Linked DNA regions of Mus musculus: all the other regions are linked to region 2. A link is a contact called in public Hi-C and promoter capture Hi-C data. All regions are on one chromosome and are shown on one strand. Each heading gives the region's core, a stretch centred on a gene start, on an enhancer-like site or on the middle of the called end of the contact. The rest is flanking DNA. Distances are from core to core; before and after follow the strand shown.

Region 1 (3,149 bases), core at 487-2,986, 210 kb before region 2:
GGGAGAATTCCCAGCTTGGCAGAGAAGGAAGCAGAGTCTGGCTCTGCCCGGCATCTTCTTTCCAATGGAGAAGTTGGAAGCTAGCTGCAGGTGGCTTCCCTTTTTGAAAGTGCTGGCTGTTTGGCTGCATCTATATTAATTGCCTCTGGGTTTTTGAGAACAACTAAAAAAAATTCTGCTCCTTCCCCTAGGCTGAGTCAGTGTAACCAGTTAAAAAAAGAAAAGAGAAATCCTCTTGTCTGAAGATTAGGTTTTTTATTTGTATTTTTTTAAAACAGGTATAATTGGACAGGGGTGGTCTGAGCCAAGTCTAGCTTTCAGAATTATAAAACCCTCATACTTGCCCAGTATGAGGAGTATTTTCAAACTCCACGTTATGTGTGGGGACCTGTGCCTGACGAAGTGGCCACCAACACTCTGTGCATAGACTGAGGATTGGCGTGGGTTCAGACAGGGCACAAGTCTACTAACTGCTGAACACTGTAGCCTCAGGAAGGTCTGGGTATCCTTGGCAAAAGTCCCACAGCTAGAAACAGGAGGCTGAGACACTGCTAATATTCCTTTTGTGTGTTTATTGAGAAGTGACAGGTAGTTATTTACGTTCTATGGATGGTATACAGATGAGAAAACTGGGTCCTAGAGAAAATCAGTATTTTCCTAGACACACAGATGGCCAGTGACAGAGTTACTGTTTTCACCAACCAGCAAACCAGAATCTAAAATTCTTTCTCTGTCTCTCTCTCTCTGTCTCTATATCTCTCTCTGTCTCTCTCTGTCTCTATATCTCTCTCTGTCTCTCTCTGTCTCTATATCTCTCTCTGTCTCTCTCTGTCTCTATATCTCTCTCTGTCTGTCTGTCTCTCTCTCTCTCTCTCTCTCTCTCTCTCACACACACACACACACACACACACACACACACACCTCAGTCTCTGTGTTTTGCCTTTCACTTTCTGTGTTTGTGAGAGTGCGATTGGCAATGGGGGGTGGGGGGTGGGGGGTGGGGGGAGGGAGGTGGTGGATAGAAAGAAGAGAAAGGTGAGATTAGGAACAGAGTTTGGTGCAACTAATCTGTGACTGCTCCAGGTGTTTCTGCCTGCAGGGTTTTTAAAGTCTAAGTAGATCCCAGAAGGGACTTTTCTCTCCCCTCCGGAGCTAGGACAATCCCTTCAGCGAGCTCAGCTAAAGCCTGAAAGAGTGAGAAAAAGGGAGGAAATAATAATAATAATAATAATAATAATAATATGAAGAAGGAATAAAAAGACGGCAGGCTTAATGGAAAGTTTCCCGGCCCCAGAGGCTTCCCTCTGCGAGCGGTGGCGGGGCTCCTGATGGGCAGTTCGGGGCTTGCGGAGTGCTTTTACGGGAGTGGAAAGATACCTAAGTTGCAAGGGCTTGGCCAGGAACAGGAGAGCAGAGAGGAATTTCAGAGGCGAGCTGAGGGCGAGGGTCTCCCTGCCAGGGCCGGCCGATGAAAAGGCGCAAACCGCAGCCGCACTCCCGCTCCTCCCTGCGCTCCTGGCATTGTTTGCACGCTGAGCCGTGGGGAGCACCGCGCGGCTGGCCGCGGACTCGCTGGCTGAAGGCTCTTGCAGGGCTGCTGGGAGTTTTTAAGCGCTGTGAGAATCCTGGGAGTTGGTGATGTCAGACTGGTTGGGTCATTTGAAGGTTAGCAGCCCGGGAAGGGTTCACCGAAAGTTCACTCGCATATATTAGGCAATTCAATCTTTCATTCCGTGTGACAGAAGTGGTAGGAAGTGAGCTGCTCCGAGGCAGGAGGGTCTATTCTTTGCCAAAGGGGGGGACCAGAGTTCCCGTGCGCCGCGGCCACAAGACTGGGATGCAGAGGACGCGAGCCACCCGGGCAGGGAGCGTCTGGGCACCGGCGGGGTAGGACCCGCGCGCTCCCGGAGGCCTGCGCGGGCGTCGCCTGGAAGGGAGAACTTGGGATCGGTGCGGGAACCCCCGCCCTGGCTGGATCGGCCGAGCGAGCCTGGAAAATGGTAAATGATCATTTGGATCAATTACAGGCTTTTAGCTGGCTTGTCTGTCATAATTCATGATTCGGGGCTGGGAAAAAGACCAACAGCCTACGTGCCAAAAAAGGGGCAGAGTTTGATGGAGTTCGTGGACTTTTCTGTGCGGCTCGCCTCCACACCTAGAGGATAAGCACTTTTGCAGAGCGCGGTGCGGAGAGATCATGTTTGACTGTATGGATGTTCTGTCAGTGAGTCCCGGGCAGATCCTGGATTTCTACACCGCGAGCCCTTCCTCCTGCATGCTGCAGGAAAAGGCTCTCAAAGCCTGCCTCAGTGGATTCACCCAGGCCGAATGGCAGCACCGGCATACTGCTCAATGTAGGTTTATTATTTTTTTTCCTTTCTTTTACCAAGGAAAAATAAATGTCTCTCTTGCATGCAATAAAGACACTGGAATAAAGTGCAGTGGTGGCAAGACAAAGGGTTTAATGATTTAATGCTGAAGGGGTGTGATAGGCTGCCATGCATATGGATTCCCTCTGCTGAAATTCCCTTGGAGAGGTTTCTTGAAACGCTCCTGCGCCCCTGTTCTCCCTTACCACCCTATTCTTTCTTGAAGATAGGTGTTTTTTGTTTGTTTGTTTGTTTGTTTTTAAATAAGTACGAAAGGAAGGGGAAAAATAGAAGGTGACCACGGACTTTGAACATTCTTCAAGTAGTGCAATCTGATATTCCATGCAATTTGTGTAACGGGTAGAGAGGGGACTTAACTTTGCTGGGATTAGCCACGAGCTCAGTAACACTTCCCCCTTATGTATTTCAACAGTGCAAAGTAATTAAAATATGACATGGTCTCTTCAAGGAATGCAACCGTGTAAAGGCGGTTAATCAGAGTTCATAATGTACCGGGCAGGATGGTGCAAGATGCTGCCTCCCTCGTTCCCTTCACCGAGAAAAGGCAATATGTCTTAGCTGTGACCCCACTGCCATCTCTCCGAGTTACTTTGTTGGTCTAAGAAGTTTCTGTTTTGCTAGGTTACTCCTGGTCACCAACACCCCTCGGGCTGGCCATTCATTATTTCCATACCTTACAATTCAGTCAGGAGCCTGGACTTCAGTTAAAGGAAAAGAAATCTAAATGGGGTAGCCTCGTTTTCAAAAACAATATTGACT
Region 2 (3,234 bases), core at 264-2,763:
AGAAGTACGTATGTCTGGAGATTTGAAGATAAGTACCTGGCAAGTTACACTGTAAAGTATCTTCTCGAGGCCCTGCAAATGCTGAAACTGTTTTTCTGCTCTTCATAGAAACATCCTTTTTATAAACAACACTTGTCGATAGAAACGACTGCTACCCCAGCCTCATCGAAACCTCAACCAAACAAAGAAAACAAGGAACAAAAATGCCAACCAATACCAAAGTTCCTTAGTGTGTTCAAAAGGCGGGGAACTAGGATCCTCTGGAAGGGATGTGTTAAAGTCCCTGAAATGTGTAAATTTTCTGTCCAAGCTGCTGGCCTCATCTACTAAGTCCGGTGTTTTGTTTGGGAAATGACCCTGGTCTGAACTCAGTGCTGAGTAAGTGAAATGCTGGAGTTATCGATCTGTCCTGGGAGCCGCGTTCCAACTGCTCCCGCTGCACTTGCTAAGTCCACCTCCCTCCAGGAACTGAGCTCTGCAATCCTCCAAGTTCAGGCTTAAGCACCCCCTCACCTCCGAGGGACACCCCTGGGCCCCCACACGGTGTACACGGGAGGCTGACGTAAGTAAACTCTTCTTTTAATCCCGCGGGCGGTCTCTAGCCTGCTGTCAAAGTCGTCCCAAATACCCTCTCTGCGGAATGAGCCTTTTCTGGGGAGGCGCAACCCGCAGTGACCATTCAAGTGCACATTCCTCTGGGACAGGCCGCCGGAAGCCGTAGCATACCGGGCACTATTTTCTGGTGCTGCACTTATGGAGGGTTGGCCCGGAGGCTCGCATTATCGCGGTCCCCCCACTCTCGGTGTGCACCCTGAAGTTTCCGGTGAGCATTGTTCAGCAGCCTGAGCCTTGGTGGAGGCGAAAGCAGAGAGAAAGGGCACACGGGGCTAGGCCCCGACTGCAGCCTGACAGGGCGCCCGCCGCACCACGCTCTCACCCCGCCCGCGTCGCCCGCGGCCCACGAACAATGCGCCCGCCCGCGCCGCACTCACCACCCAGGTCAGCGCCCCGTCAGAGCCCGCGAGGCTGGACTTGGCCATGGCAGCGCCTCCCGTGCAGGCCAGGGGCTGCTCGCGCTCCGGGGACGCCGGGCCCGCCGCTCGCACTGACCGCTGCGCGCAGCACTCCTAGCCGCGCCCCATCGCGGGCCCGAGCCGCTGAGGAGGCCGCGCTGCCCGCCGCCCTCAAACTCGAGCGCGGCGCCCGGGCCTACAGAGTGGTCGAGGACTAGGAAGGGCTGGCGATGCGGCGCGGCCTTCCGGGACCCACGCGGGCGATTGGGATCGCGGATGAGGGACGAGGTTGAAGCGGGCCGGCTAGGACTCGCGAGCCAGAGCCCTGACAGGAATGAGCCGCTGCTTCTCCTCAAGCCACCGAAGCCGCAGAGTCCTCGCCGCGGTCGCCGCAGCCTCAAAGGCCGCCACTGCCTCAAAACCGCCCAAGCGGCGTCTGAACCGGTCCTCCGGAGCACAGTCCAAGAGGGACAATAAACAGAGCCGCCGTGGTGGCCTCCCTTTAGTCCGGCATAACACGGCACACACAGGCGCGCTCCGGGAGGGGGAGGGTGCGGTGGTCACCGGCTGTCAGTCAACCATGGATCGTCCAATCACAGCCTTGTCACTACAGTACTTCGACCAATCCCAAAATTTCAGGCCCCTAGGGGGGCGGGACCCGAGGGGAAAACGTCATTGCGGGTAGCAACTGAGAGGCAGACTTGGGTTTTTTGTTTGTGTCTGAGAGAGAGTGTAAGGGAGAGCGAGGCGAGTGAATGGGGTTTCCGTCAGAAGGGAGAGCAGGCGGCTGTCAAGAGTCATTCCGGGGCATCCAAAGGAGCCGGGAGTCCTGGGACAAGGGCTGTGGAAACCTCCGGACTGTGTCCTGCAGACTTGCCGCGAGGCCGCGGGGGGAGCGGGAGCGGGGGGGGGGGGGGGGAGGGTTGGGGGCAGGGAGGCAGGAAGCCCTAGCCGCCCCCAGGGACTGGGCCCCGGAGGGAGCTAGCGAACTGCAGACGGGACCGTGCGCCGCCTAGAGCAGCCGGACCCCGCGCTCAGGCCCCAGGTTGCTGCTGCATCCGCCCGACCCCCGACCGACCGTCTCTCTGCCTTGCCCCTAAACAGGGCAAGCGGTCTTCAGTGCCACCAGTTAGGGAACTTGGGGTGCTAAGAGTGCCCAGAGAACGTTCCCGGGAAGGAATGCGAACGGGTCAGGACTCCCTTTTCTGGCTACAGACCTTTCCTCCCAACAATGCAGACAGGTCCCTGTCACTTCTCAGCTTTCAGGTACACATCATGAAATAGACTTTTTTCGTGTGGAAGCTTTCTAAGAATAAAATTTGCAACGCCAAAGCTTTTGGCAGATGGAAGAGCTCTTGACTTCACCCAGCCTGTAAATGGAATTGCATTCAACAAGTTCTCTTTGGGCATACTCCCAGCCATGCTCTGTCAGGCGTGGCAATGGGTTTAAAGGGACAACAGCCTCCTCCGACGTCAATCTTCCAAGAGTGACTAACAGGAGGACACCACACCGAAGAACTTTACCCAGCTAGAGCTAACAACTTTCTGTGAAAGTATTTCCTTGAGTCTCTCCGGCAGCTGAGTGCTTCCCTTAAGGGAAACTTTGGGGTCACACCTCTCAATCGCTGCTGCATTCTGAATCCAAGTGGGGAGCTCTGAAACACGGAAATCATTTCAATGTAGTTCTTAATTAGCTCTCTGGAGACCGTGGAATTTCAGTTTATTTGGGGATTCTGACTAAGAACACCAAAACCTTTCTTTACTTTGAATCTAGTGTTAAAGCTTATAAAGCGCTAGGCAGGATCTAAGCTGGGCTGCGCCCCTGACTCTAAAGCACCACAGTCATGTTACCAGCTTTCCCAAGTCCATCATCGGGCCTTCTTACCTGGGGACTTATACTCATTTATGTATTGTGACTTTACATCCCTAAGTACCCAAATACTTCATGTTAGAAAACAGATGATTTTAAAGGTTGGGAATTTTACAGATAAATGTATGTATGCTTATATAAAAGCCAAGCTGTCCCTTTCTCTGATTTTGAGAGGTCTTGCTGTAGCTTAGGCTGACCTTGAACCCTTGATCCTTTATCTCAGGCTCCCAATCGCTGGGATTCCACGAATAACCACCATATTCAGCTCTTGTCTTCTTTTTAAAACATCATTTTAAAAACTCTTAAGCTTCAAATTTTGAACCCAAAATCCAAATAGTTAATTAGTAAAAT
Region 3 (2,831 bases), core at 159-2,658, 160 kb after region 2:
TTTTCTATCCATATCTCCCCTTGAGAGAACAAAATAGATTCTAAGAACAAATAGATTCAGAAGTATTTGAAGACATGAACCCATCTACCCCTTAATTCCCAGGAGTTGCTCTGCAGTTTGAAGCAAGTGCAAGTCCGTTGTCCCTGCGTGCACGAGGTCTAAGCTGTATAGAGTTTGTAACATAGCAGCTGTTTAAGGAGAATCTTGTATCACACAGTACTAGAAGGACTTAAAGTGCAGATGGAAAGGAGGAACCTAGGTGCAAATCCCCTAGTGCACTGAGTGCACTGAGAGGAAACCATAGCTAGAGGGAACGCCAGAATCCCCCAGGGGTAAACATAGCTGCTTAGAGACTCAAAAGAACCCTGGTGGTACCAGACATTTCAATCAGCACAAACCTAATGTACAGATCTACTGGGAAGGTTCAGTGGCCAGCAAGAGCTCACCAGTGAACTGGTGGACATATGTGACTGTGTTAGTGTACATGTGTGTATATATCTGTATATGTACATGTGTGCATGTATGCACATGTGCACATATATAGAGAGATATATGTATGTGTACATGTGGATATATTTATGTCTGTATGCATTACATCATTTGGCTAAGAGTTCCAGGACAGCCAGGGCTATACAGAGAAACCCTGTCTCAAAAACCAAAACCAACCAACCAACCAACCAACCAAACAAACAAACAAACGTAGAAGACTAGTGTATAGTCAGGCAGGGACCATGCCTTTGATCTAGCATTTTCGAGGTAGAGGCAGGCAGTAATCTATACAGAAAGTTCTTGACCACCTGCAGTTACACAGGGAAACAGTCTCTTAAAAGAAATTAAAAAAGGAAAGGAGGGAAATCAAAGAAGAAAGGAAGGAAGGAAAAGAAAAAAAGAGAAATCAAGCAAGCAAGCAAACAGGAAAATAAATGTGTACAAAATCGAAGGTTATTTAAGGTATTTACTGTTAGTTGATTTTATGTTGATTTAAGAAAACATCTGAGACTCTAATTTTAAAGAAATATAGGTTTGTTTTAGGTGTGGTCCGGGAGGTTGGGTCTTTTATGACCAGGGACCACATCCCACATCCCACGTAGCCAGGAACATATGCTGCTTTGTGATAATGGAAAACCAAGAGGGTGAGTGTGTGCCTGGAGAGATGGTGAGAACAAGAGGAGATACCAAGCATCCAGCAGCAACTTCCCCTTCTAGCAGAATGCATAAGTTTACTCGTGAAGGCTCCCTCTGATGACCCATATAACCTTCCTCTGGCTCAGCTCCTAACACTCTTGAACTGATAATCAAGTGTCAACATGAGGCTGACCGTGGGATTCAGTAGTGATGCATATGCTTGGCATGTGCAAGGTCCTGAGTTCAATTGCTGATGCCCCCAGTAACTTTTCAAAATGAGTTCCAGAGGGGACAAGTCCTATTCACATTAGAGCAGGTGAATAATAACTATTTAAGAGAGACATAAAATCAGATATGCTAAGTATAAAATGATTAGTACATTCAAATTGGCTAGGCTAATTAAATAATTGAGTCTGACTACCTATAATTTTCTCAATTGCGTATTTATTCTTTTTATATCAATTGTGGCAGTGCAGCTATCAAAGATATTCATTTAGTCCCCGTGTCACAGTGTACTTTCTATACAACCCAGGCAGCTGCCACAGTTTACTGTAAAGAAAGATCTGGTCAGTGTGATTGCTCTGAGCCTGACAGCTTCTTCTGCCATAAGACGTGATTTGAATAGAAAGCCTTTGCTCAGAAACAATGAAGTTTAGCCTCATCAGTTAATCAAGAAGTGTGAGGCTGGGAGATGTGATTTCATCACGTGGAGAATGCCTGGTGCCCAATGGCACCTGCTTGCCAAATGTGGTCTTCCAGTAAAATTGTTCAATATGCCACCAGCTGGGATCTATGCAAACACTCCTGGATGTGTGCCAGGAGAGAGTGGGGGAGGGAGGGTCCAGCTGCCAGGGCTGCCCAACACAGGATTGAAAGGATCAAAACTGGAAGTGCTGCTTCCAGATAGCAGACCTCCGGGTTCAGCCAATTATGTAAATGCTGGGCAGCCAATTATGTAAATGAACGTGAAGCAGGGTTTATACTGTGCACTTTCAGACGAAGTCCCGGCTCTTATAAAGCCCACCCTGTGTCTAGACTACTTCAACTTTTAAGCTTCCTTTCCAGTTTTTGTTTTATTTTTCCCAACTTTTGGAGAAAAGCACTGTAAATACAGAAAGCAAGACCTTTCTCTGATGAATAACTCTCACAAAGACGCAAAGCCAGCAGAAACAACAGGATTTTAATCACTCGCTGTGCTATGCTTTAAAGCTCAGCAGGTATGAATTCTCCAGAGCTGGTTCAATAGATTTTTTTTAAACAAAGAAATGCCATGCATAATATTTTCTCTTTTGATTCCACAAAGCCAAACCAAACCACAGGATATTATGGATATGAACATTACATGGGGTTGCAAGAAGATCCCTCGGGTATTTGTGTTCACAAACTATCCTGAAGCCTTTTATGGCAGATGAGGAAAATAGATTGTAGAGAAGGGCATTTACTAAAAATAAAAACAGTTCTGAGCTCAGTCCTCAGGAATGGTTGGTGACAGAAAGTAGGTGGCTCTAGGGGACTAGACTTCCTGTGCAGATCCAGAGAGATCTGAAGTTCTGAGGAGAGACCCTCTACCCTAGATGCTGCAGCTACCCTACCCGGCAACTGTCAGGAGGAATCAGTGGGGGTCAAACGTACCAGCCCATGCTTTTGTCTCAGAAAGAGCTGCTGGTTGAAAACCTCAATTAGGGTTGGATGGAAAGACAGCTTAG
Region 4 (3,161 bases), core at 53-2,552, 190 kb after region 2:
TGTCTCAGTCCTAGAAAAATCTTTGTTCCTCAGAGACTCCAGAAAGCAGAAAACTTGGGTCATATGGCAAGTACCATTCTGGTCCTAAAAGGTTTATCTGGTTTGAATCAATGCCTTAGTCAGACTGAGGATATAGGATCAGGCTCCAACTAGGAGAGTCTACTTGTAGGGGCCTCACTGGAAGCAAAATGTAGAATATATCATTTTGGTTAACCACTTGTGTCTGTATTCAGACCATTTTCCCCTCCTTCAAGTTCCTGTGGCAGAGGAGAATTTGGGAAATGCCCTTTTAAGAATACTTCCCTGCCTAGGTCCTAGTAGAGAGTTTTCAGTAGGAACACTTGGTTAGAAAGAGGTAGAGTTTCCAAAGATGCTTTTAGAGAGTCCTAGAGGATCAGCCACATCCTGATTGAGGCAAGTTCTCTGTGAAAGTGCTGGTAGCCAAATTTCCTCTGGTTTTGCTACATGTGTGAATGTCTCTAGATCCCTGTGTAAAGCACTCCTACCTGTAACACAGACCACTTCCACATTTTCCAGATTAATTATGACTACAGCAAGCAATTACAGTTATTAAATTTTCTTGGCAGGGCTTTAACAGGGCAGAAGGGCAAATTAAATAGCAGATTTGGAAGCTAGGGTTGAGGCTTGGGCATAGGGCAGAGGCTGGACAAGCCAGGCCTGGTTTGTGGGTATGGAAGTTTTTGATGTCTATCAGGAACCACATGTGATATAATTGACCACAGCCTTGCTACTTGCTACTGAGTGGTAGCCTGGAAAGGACCAAAGGAGGCACATCAGAAGGTCAGAGGTAGAATGAGGTATATCTGAAACAAGGCTAGGCTGAGGAAAAATGGAAGGCCTAGCATTCAGGGATTCATTTGAAGTCCTGGAAAAGATCCCATGAGGGTCAAGACTAGGGTAAAATAGCCAGACTCATCATAAAGGGACTAAACAGATGAGCCTTGGTGGTTGGGAAAGTCAAGGTAGAAAATACTCACTGATGTTGCATGCCTGTGAGTCTGTGGATCCTGGATCAAGCATTGACCTTTAGGGGGCAAGTAGAGAACATTGGAAATCACAGTGGCTTAAGGCAATAAGACAATGTTTAGTACTCTTACATAACAGCAATAGGGCTTCCCTAAGCAAGTCAAGACTGATTTAGGACGAGGCAAGGAAAGATGCTGTTAGAAATAAGTTTGAAGTTGCAAAGAAAGAGATTACAATCAGGTTAAAGTGTCTCAACAAAGAAGTTTATTTCCTGTCAGAAGGGTGTGTTATTCACAATGATGGTTGAGCAAGCACACCTGCCCAGGAAGTGAACTCGGTTTGTGGGTGAGCAAGCACACCTGCACAGGAAGTGCAATTAGTTTGTGTTTAACTAGCCGCTGACTGTGTCTTTTCCCCATTGGCTGAGATTTGACCTCATGGTCTTTTGAGGGTAGATAATTTCAAAACAATTGGAGCAAACAATGAAGATGAGCAGAGCAGTGAACCATTAAGATATGATGATGCCAAGCAGGGCATTTGTGTAAAATCAGGCTTACCCTGGAAAGGATGAAAACATTTGCATAAAGGTTTTACCAGATGGGGAAAGTAAAGAGATTGGAATTCCTTGTTGTAAACAAAAGTTTTGTAGTGTTTGTCAGGACAGTCTAATATTAAATGTTTCTTACAATATGAAGATTGAAGAGTTACTGACTGTGTCCTGGCTGGTACATCTTGGATTTAGGGCTAAGACAGACACAGCCTCAAATATGGGATCCTTATGTGGCCCCACAGACACTGTCACATATGTGAAATCACAAAGGGGTTCCTTAATGGAGGTATATAAAATGAGACCTCGAGACTATGTAATGGCATTTGTCACTTTTTGTAGATGGCTTCATACACTTAGTGAGGTTCCAAGAAATCAGTTTTCCATTCTGTGCCTCAGTGTACCCCATTTGATGCTTGAATTCACATTCATCACACACATTTTAAAAAACAGAATATAATCTATCAATTTATTATAAAATATTTGCTTTCATTTAAAAGCGACAGTTGTACTGAAGTTCTGACATTTTTTATTGCTATTTTAGATTTTCTATTTTCTTTCAATCAATTGAATTTTAGCAAGATAGCTTTCTTTTTATGTGTTTTTGTGTGGGCTAGTTTTTTCCCCTTTGGTTATGTTTTTATTCAAATAGACTGTCTCTATTGGCTCTCTGGAATGAAACAAATTTTAATCGTTTATGCAGCCGGCTTTTTTCCTTCTGTGGTAGGTTTCTTTTCTGCTGGTTTTCTTGGTAGCCACAACCCTTTTCCCCTGCAGGCTTCTTATCTTCTTGACATCCTTGGGCTTCCTTTCTTCCTTGCCTACAGCCGACTTCTTGTCTGCAGTCTCCTGTGCTGCAACCTTCTTCAAGTTGGCTGCCTGTGCAGTGGCTGCTGTTTCCAGTTTTTCACCTGAAGTTTGTGATTCTGGCCTTAGGAAGAATGGTATTCCTGTGCATAGTCTTTGTGGTTCTTCAGTGGATTCTTCTTCAAGACTCTACACTGAATCTTCTTGTGTGGTGCTCAGGGGGCTCTTTGAATCTCTGGGATTTTCAAGATTCTGCTAAGATCTGAGTTCATCGTCTTGTGCATGGGAAGGTTACAGTTACTCTTGAGGAAAGCAGCCTTATGCCAAATGCCATACTACTCATCTAACTTCCAGAAAGCACTTTGAGTCCAAATTCTGAGACATCCCACATGCCCACCAGGAGTAGATTTTAAAATGTTTTTGCTTACATTAAGTAGAGTAATACCAAGGATGTTTCTGAAGGCCTTGATGAAACCATTATCTTCATTGTATAGGACACAGGGTCCCCACTGCTGGGTCTGCTGTTGGTTTCTCACTTGGCTTTTGCCACCTCTCGTCCTCTGAGAGGAATAGACATTTTTGATGTCATCCCAAACTTTAAGTTTCTTTAGCAGCCTCCTTGGTCTTCTTGTAACCTTCAACCTTATCTTCAACAACCAAAGGCAGTTCTGAAACTCCCTTAATTGGAAGACCTTTAGACATCACCAAAGCTGGTAAAGCTGAGGCAGCCAGAGCAGAAGAGATGGCGTATCACTTTTGTGTTGTGTTCACTCTGTGGTGCCAATGAGGTTTTGGTTGTTGCAAATGTTAAGTCCCCAGG

Evidence for each region. Promoter capture Hi-C pulls out the DNA fragments that hold promoters and counts their contacts. A called contact is a pair of places that touch in the nucleus more often than the background predicts.
Region 1: a contact with region 2 is called in a promoter capture Hi-C map of liver, with 3 times the contacts expected there. The contact joins the promoter of Rarb here to the promoter of Top2b in region 2. A contact is called at or near these places in 2 of 39 promoter capture datasets (both in liver) and 1 of 484 Hi-C or Micro-C datasets (liver).
Region 3: a contact with region 2 is called in a promoter capture Hi-C map of neural stem cells. The contact joins the enhancer-like site here to the promoter of Top2b in region 2. A contact is called at or near these places in 5 of 39 promoter capture datasets (the C10 cell line, embryonic stem cells, neural stem cells and 1 more), 2 of 15 datasets of contacts at CTCF or cohesin (the NIH/3T3 cell line and large pre-B cells), 25 of 484 Hi-C or Micro-C datasets (B cells, the C10 cell line, CD4 T cells and 15 more), 18 of 115 datasets of contacts at active chromatin or transcription factors (the 230-238 cell line, the SCID.adh cell line, T-cell acute lymphoblastic leukemia and 14 more) and 3 of 9 other capture datasets (adipose tissue, liver and pancreatic islet).
Region 4: a Hi-C map of CD8 T cells shows a contact between it and region 2, with 2.9 times the contacts expected there. The contact joins the enhancer-like site here to the promoter of Top2b in region 2. A contact is called at or near these places in 3 of 39 promoter capture datasets (the C10 cell line and pre-B cells), 9 of 484 Hi-C or Micro-C datasets (CD8 T cells, DN3 thymocytes, Th2 cells and 4 more), 8 of 115 datasets of contacts at active chromatin or transcription factors (the 230-238 cell line, CD8 T cells, DN3 thymocytes and 4 more) and 2 of 9 other capture datasets (adipose tissue and liver).

The regions. Positions count from the first base shown.
Region 1 is chr14:16,574,063-16,577,211 of GRCm38.p6, reverse strand. Rarb (retinoic acid receptor, beta) reads left to right here and starts at 1,736. Exons shown (of 8, transcript NM_011243.2): 1 at 1,736-2,354. The coding sequence starts at 2,198.
Region 2 is chr14:16,363,485-16,366,718 of GRCm38.p6, reverse strand. Top2b (topoisomerase (DNA) II beta) reads right to left here and starts at 1,513. Exons shown (of 36, transcript NM_009409.2): 1 at 993-1,513. The coding sequence starts at 1,040.
Region 3 is chr14:16,200,293-16,203,123 of GRCm38.p6, reverse strand. No RefSeq gene overlaps it. Among named protein-coding and RNA genes, the nearest start is that of Oxsm, 42 kb to the left of the region's middle. Within about 2 kb of position 1,408, at least 44 of the 459 cell types and tissues checked have an H3K27ac peak or open chromatin away from gene starts, as enhancers often do. A contact at or near this core is called in cerebellar granule neurons, cerebellum, cerebral cortex and 9 more, where this site is marked.
Region 4 is chr14:16,171,687-16,174,847 of GRCm38.p6, reverse strand. It overlaps the pseudogene Gm8517. Among named protein-coding and RNA genes, the nearest start is that of Oxsm, 70 kb to the left of the region's middle. Within about 2 kb of position 1,302, at least 65 of the 459 cell types and tissues checked have an H3K27ac peak or open chromatin away from gene starts, as enhancers often do. A contact at or near this core is called in the 230-238 cell line, CD8 T cells, DN3 thymocytes and 8 more, where this site is marked.